Linked DNA regions of Mus musculus: region 2 is linked to region 1. Evidence: chromatin contacts called from public Micro-C data. All regions are on one chromosome and are shown on one strand. Each heading gives the region's core, a stretch centred on a gene start, on an enhancer-like site or on the middle of the called end of the contact. The rest is flanking DNA. Distances are from core to core; before and after follow the strand shown. Region 1 has its middle 46 kb from the start of Gm39430. Region 2 overlaps Arpp21 (cyclic AMP-regulated phosphoprotein, 21).

Region 1 (3,365 bases), core at 283-2,782:
ATATTTTTTCATAAGATTCTGGACTAAGGATGGAGAGACATTTCAATGGTTAAACTCCTTGATGTAAAAGCAAGAGGCCTTAAGTACAGATTTCTAAAACCTCTGTAAAACATTGGGTTTACCAGTACATGCTTGTAATTCTAGTACTGATATGCAGGCTGGGGTGGAGGTTGTCACAGGAGCTCACTAGCCAGACAGTCTGTCTCAATCAAGGAGTTACAAGTTGAATGAGAGAGAGACCCTGTCTCAAAAATATGAGATTGATAAATAAACAGACACACACACACACACACACACACACACACACTTGTTTGGGGGACTAAAGAATGTTCAAGATAGACAACCTCTTATCCAGACTAACAAAAAAAGAAGAGAAAAGAAATCTAAACTCATAATTGTATTACCAGAGACAAATGACAGGCATAAAAAACAGATATCACCAAAATCTCCAATATCATTAAGGATGATCTTGAAAATTCCAATGATTTGGGGGAAATGGAAAACTTATAGATACATGTATTCTATCAAAGTTCAAAGGAGAGCTCAGACGAAAGGCAGATTGGTGTCCTAAAGCGATAATAAAGCCAGAACAGAGGACAAGCCCAAGACCAAACCTCAAGAGACAAACTAACATCCGTGTGCCTCAAACAATTCTGTGACATAGAAAGAGAAAGAATGCTCCCCTGCTTGTCTACAAAGTGAGTATGACGCCGACACGAAAACATTAGAAAAAGAGCAAGAAGAGAAAGCTATAACTGCAAAAGAAACCATAAATTCATAACACTAAAGAGTTCACTCTGTGATCATGTTGATCAAGTTGATCATTCTAGGCATGCAAGGATGGCTCAATAAATTCTAATCAATAAACACGATACATGAAGAGGAGATTCAATAACCGTGACACAATATGTAGAACAAAGATAAAATTCACGTGATAATTTCAACCATTCTCGACACTTAAGGATCCTTTTCCCTTCCTATCTCACAGGAACACACAGAGCCACCATTGAGAAAATTCATAATCCTGCTTAAAACCAAATGCAAAGAATACAACTCAAAGTCTGTCTTTCAAGTCCCTATGTTAGCTACTGTGTCTTTTATGTATCTTTTTTTTATTCCATTTTTGAGTGTATTTATTTCCTGTAGAGTGTGTGAGTGTCTCGTGGTGTCAAGTTTTGTGTGATTGATTCTTCAAAGCTCAGACTTTAACTTGCTCTCTAACATATAAAATTGCTCAATGATATGAATTCATAGACAAACATATATAAAGCCTTATCAAAATCAGTCACATTTTGGTTGTGTCAGAGTCACCATGCTTTTCAGTGCTGAAGTATTACGTTCTCTAGAGGTGACAGGAAGTGGTTGCAATTGTTTCATATCTTGTGCTACCTTCATGAAGGTTAACCAGCTCATTTTGGTAAAGCACTCACAACAGAAGGGATACAAATGAGTTGCCCAATAGCAGAACCACACGCAACCCCCAGAGACCTGCCAGCTAGGGTGAAGTCATGGTATCAAGCTTCCAGTGCCAGACAGTCTGATAGGTATAGGCTTTGGTCTGTCTGTCACACTGGACTCAAGGGCTTAGGAATCTCAGCTGACTGATGTCTGTGAAATCAGCCCCAATGGCACCTGTTCAGATGTTTTCCTACGAGGCACGTGTAATGCCACATTTGGTGCAGCGATCTCATTCCACCTGTTTTCTTTATTTACAACAGTTGCAGACCTTTTATAGCTCCGAGTGTGAGGTCATGAGAATTCAATGCCGGCATGGTCTGAGTCAGCCCTGGAATGTGGTGAGCAACATCTGAGGAGCTCTTGTGCTCACTGGCATGAGTCTCGTGTTTCTTTCGGCCCCATCCCTCTCAATCCTCTGTTTTCAGATCTATTGGGTGCACTGACTCTGTCACCCTTTCTGTGTCTGTCTCAGCTTCCAAATTTAACTGCATTAGCATTTTCACTTGGCCATTATCCATCAAGTCTGGACAGGAACCAAGAGCAATGGCAATCACCTGTAATGTTTGAAAGGGTTAACCCCCAGGCCAACGAACCAAAAGGAGTACAGCATACCTTGCATTGGGCTTTCTGTTTGACAATCACTGGATTTTGAGGGCACACTAACCCCCTATGTGGTCACTCTAGTTAATTATATATTTATCTATTTATTTTAGTGTTACAAATTAATAAAAATGCGTGAAGTCCAAGACCTTCAGCCCAATCCACATATTCAGCGAAAGAACACCAACAAAGCCTGGCGAGTGAGGACTAATTTGTTTGCGATGATCTGTACAGCAAAGTACACTTAGTGTACCAAGTGATCACTTCTGCTTTTAAGAAAACACTCAAAATGGACATACCAGACAAGGAGACTGCACTAAGAAATGTAAAATTAACTGTATCTGCCACTGCAACAACAACATATCACCCACTAACGTTTAACTCACCTCATTTTTATTTGATTGTTTGTCTGTTTCTTATTTAACTTGTGCTCTTGTGTTTTAAGCTAAACTGGTCGAATTTGAGCAACGCTCACCTAGAGCATCAGCCTCTCCTTTGGAGCTAGGGATTACAGGGGCTTCTTTGAAAATATAAGGTATTGACAATTCTATAAAAGCAATCACAAAGACAATAACTGCAGCGGCGATACTCAGCAGCCACTCTGGAAGATCTTTGCTGGCTGTAAAACCAGAGTTACTGACCATGGGCTGCTGTTTGACAGGCAATGGAATCTGTTGGGTGAATGGTTCTAGCGTTAACCTTGTCCAAACAAAACAACCGTGATTTTGTATGAAATGATACTAAATGACTCTAAAATGAATTCTAGGCAGCGTTATTAAGCAAAAATGATTGGAATGTCTGTATTTCTAAGAAGCTTATAAAATAGTAGGTTTCACTATGGCTCTTCCCGGGTTCATAATATTTTTATCCTCCTGACTCCCAGTTTACCCCCCTCTCTCCTCCCCCTGCTTCACACTTCCACCCACCATCAGCCTCTTATATCCTCATCTACTTCCTCACTTAAATCAGGGTTCTTCCTGCTCCACTTCCCTAACACTGAGATCACAGGCACATGCCAATACATCTGACTTTTAAATAATTTTTTTTTATTTTTGAGATTATAACAATATCATTTCTCCTTTCTCTTTCCCCGCTCCTGCTCCAAACTTTCCCATAATTCTCTACTTGATCTCTTTCAAATTAATGGCCTCTTCTTTTCCCTTAACTTTTGGTACATTTTTCCACTAAAAACATAAATAGAGTGTTTCTTGCATGTAAGTTTTTAGGGCTGACCATTTGACACTGGATAGCCAATAGTAGTTTATTCCCTGGGGTAGACTATGTGTCACTGTGTTAGCTTTCTTGAG
Region 2 (3,365 bases), core at 547-3,046, 180 kb before region 1:
CAAACAAGCACCCACGTACATGTTTGCAGTCTCTCCCTCCCCCCCCCTCTCTCTCACACACACACACACACACACACACACACACACACACACACAAGAACATACACCAGTACATGAGCACACCTCTAGGACCACTTGTTCTACAAGGGAGATGTGTGTCTATAACCTGAATTCCACACCAGGTACTATTCTGTGAAGGCTGAGCACAAGGGTATCTCAACCCAGTGCTAAAGAGCGCTTCCTTTACATCATGACCGGGGAGAAAAGCCTTGACTGGAGTCCAGCAAGTTACCAGCGTACCTGTCTGTGAGAGGTTTGTAAGCACCTCACACTGCCCCTGGGCATACTCACTCACTTCCGGATCAGCGTCTCCCACCTGACCTGCAAGTGAGCAGGCCAGTGTGTGTGTGTGTGTGTGTGTGTGTGTGTAACTATAATTTACTCCCAAAGATGAAATTTTAGATATCATCATTTTTATTATGAAAAATGTGTCAGCACTTGCACAAAACAGGATCCCGTGTTTTGAGCCTCCATGTGCATAGAAGAGTGTCAGTATTTTGCCTTTTTCCATTCTAGACCTATCATCAACAGCGCCAAGCATAGCCACTCGCGTTGCTGGGTGGACCAGGAGGGAGGGTTGTGGTTTCAGCGCATGGAGAGAGTTGCCAGTGGCTGAAATCAGGCCTGTTTTTTAGTCGCCTTAACTGACTAAGAGTAAAGGTATCGGGGCCATATTTCTGAGAAGTGGGGAGTCCACTGTGCAGCCTTGGGCAGGGCGAGCTGTCCACTTTTGTTTCCAAGGTTCGGATTCTACAGAAACCCAAGGACCCGGATCTGACACTGACACTCAAGGCTCCCTCGGAGTCCTGTGGCCTCAAAATATCATGCTCTGCGTCCTAGGCTACTCGAAGGCACAGAACATCCAACGTGCTTGTTTCATTTCGTCCATCTGTGTTGTCTGTGCACGCAGTAGCATATGCACATACGTGTATTGTGTGAGTGAAGGCCACAGACAACCTTGCAGATCCTTCCTAGGAAACTGTCAGCCTTTTTCTTAGGACAGTGATTCTCACTTACCCAGAACTCCGTGACTAGAGGAGACTTCCTGGTTATGGAGTCTGAAGCATCTTCAAGTCTTTACCTATGCAGCAGTGATATTACAAGCATGTGTTGCCATGCCTACCTTTTTAATATGAATACTAGGGATGAATGTGGGTCCCCACCATTTGGAGTCATACATTTTACCAGCTGAACTATGTTTTCCCTTGGTGTGTGTGTGTGTTTGTGTGTGTGTGTGTGTGTGTGTGTGTGTGTGTGTGTGTGTGTGTGTGTGTGATGCTGTCTAGTAGAGGGGCCTCCTTTCAGAAGTCAGTTAGTCTAAAAGTGACTTGAACAACCCCCTGCCCCCCACCTCATGTTTCTGGCAGATTTTCATCCCAGCATAAAACCAAAATGAAAACCTCTGCTTGGAATAGGAGTATGTTACAGAAAGCCTGCAGGGAATGCTGAAGTACGTTTGGAATCTGACATAAACCCTGCCACTTGAGCACACAGTTCTGATGCCCCACAATTCAAATCCACAGATGATTGCCGGAAGTGTTGAAGATGACCTCCCGTGCCCAGCTCTGTCCTCATCGGGAAAGGCCCAGGCATGCCTCTGAGTGAACTGGCAGCTGCTGTGCCTCTGCAAAGGGAGCAGGCTGCTGCTGGTTGGTTGGCTCTGGAGCAGGTGGCATGGGGTGGGGGCGAGGCTACAGCATTTCCTCTTTAAGGTGGTAGCCAGCTGCTTCCTTGGTCATGTGCCCCAGTGAGTGCCTGCAGGAGGCAGGGGGCCAGGAGTATAGCTGATACAGCAGCCAGCTCCCTGCAGCTGCTGCTCTGTTCTTTGAGCGAAGCATCTCCAGGCCTCTGTGTGGCCTGAGCTGGCATTTAGGGAGGGGCAGCAGAGGAGTGAATACTCTGACTTAAGTGACTTAACCCAGCTGCTGTGCTCCCCGTCCTTGTGTGTGTGTTTGTGTGTGAGTGTGTGTGTGTGTGTGTAGCATAACTGAAGTGACACTTCTCAAAATTCAAATTCCTGAGAAGTTTACAACAGCAAGAAACAGAGGCCAATCTTTTTTTTTTTTTTTTTTTTAATTTTTTTTTATTTATTTTTTTTTTAATTAGGTATTTAGCTCATTTACATTTCCAATGCTATACCAAAAGTCCCCCTTACCCACCCACCCCCACTCCCCTACCCACCCACTCCCCCCCTTTGGCCCTGGCGTTCCCCTGTACCGGGGCACACAAAGTCTGCGTGTCCAATGGGCCTCTCTTTCCAGTGATGGCCAACTAGGCCATCTTTTGATACATATGCAGCTAGAGTCAAGAGCTCAGGGGTACTGGTTAGTTCATAATGTTGTTCCACCTATAGGGTTGAAGATCCCTTTAGCTCCTTGGGTACTTTCTCTAGCTCCTCCATTGGGAGCCCTGTGATCCATCCATTAGCTGACTGTGAGCATCCACTTCTGTGTTTGCTAGGCCCCGGCATAGTCTCACAAGAGACAGCTACATCTGGGTCCTTTCAGTAAAATCTTGCTAGTGTATGCAATGGTGTCAGCATTTGGAAGCTGATTATGGGGTGGATCCCTGGATATGGCAGTCTCTACATGGTCCATCCTTTCATCTCAGCTCCATACTTTGTTTCTGTAACTCCTTCCATGGGTGTTTTGTTCCCACTTCTAAGGAGGGGCATAGTGTCCACACTTCAGTCTTCATTTTTCTTGAGTTTCATGTGTTTAGGAAATTGTATCTTATATCGTGGGTATCCTAGGTTTTGGGCTAGTATCCACTTATCAGTGAGTACATATTGTGTGAGTTCCTTTGTGATTGTGTTACCTCACTCAGGATGATGCTCTCCAGGTCCATCCATTTGGCTAGGAATTTCATAAATTCATTCTTTTTAATAGCTGAGTAGTACTCCATTGTGTAGATGTACCACATTTTCTGTATCCATTCCTCTGTTGAGGGGCATCTGGGTTCTTTCCAGTTTCTGGCTATTATAAATAAGGCTGCTATGAACATAGTGGAGCATGTGTCCTTCTTACCAGTTGGGGCTTCTTCTGGATATATGCCCAGGAGAGGTATTGCTGGATCCTCCGGTAGTACTATGTCCAATTTTCTGAGGAACCGCCAGACTGATTTCCAGAGTGGTTGTACAAGCCTGCAATCCCACCAACAATGGAGGAGTGTTCCTCTTTCTCCACATCCTCGCCAGCATCTGCTGTCACCTGAATTTTTGATCTTAGCCATTCTCACTGGTGTGAGGTGGAATCTCAGGGTTGTATCTTAAAGAAGCACTTTGTAAGGAGAAGGGCGAGCCTTCC

Evidence for each region. A called contact is a pair of places that touch in the nucleus more often than the background predicts.
Region 2: a contact with region 1 is called in a Micro-C map of muscle stem cells, with 4 times the contacts expected there. The contact joins two enhancer-like sites. A contact is called at or near these places in 3 of 484 Hi-C or Micro-C datasets (muscle stem cells, myocytes and nephron progenitors) and 2 of 9 other capture datasets (adipose tissue and liver).

Annotation. Positions count from the first base shown.
Region 1 is chr9:112,022,063-112,025,427 of GRCm38.p6, reverse strand. No RefSeq gene overlaps it. Among named protein-coding and RNA genes, the nearest start is that of Gm39430, 46 kb to the right of the region's middle. Within about 2 kb of position 1,532, at least 19 of the 459 cell types and tissues checked have an H3K27ac peak or open chromatin away from gene starts, as enhancers often do. A contact at or near this core is called in muscle stem cells and myocytes, where this site is marked.
Region 2 is chr9:112,206,417-112,209,781 of GRCm38.p6, reverse strand. The region is part of intron 1 of Arpp21 (cyclic AMP-regulated phosphoprotein, 21); the gene reads left to right. Among named protein-coding and RNA genes, the nearest start is that of 2310075C17Rik, 19 kb to the left of the region's middle. Within about 2 kb of position 1,796, at least 84 of the 459 cell types and tissues checked have an H3K27ac peak or open chromatin away from gene starts, as enhancers often do. A contact at or near this core is called in muscle stem cells and myocytes, where this site is marked.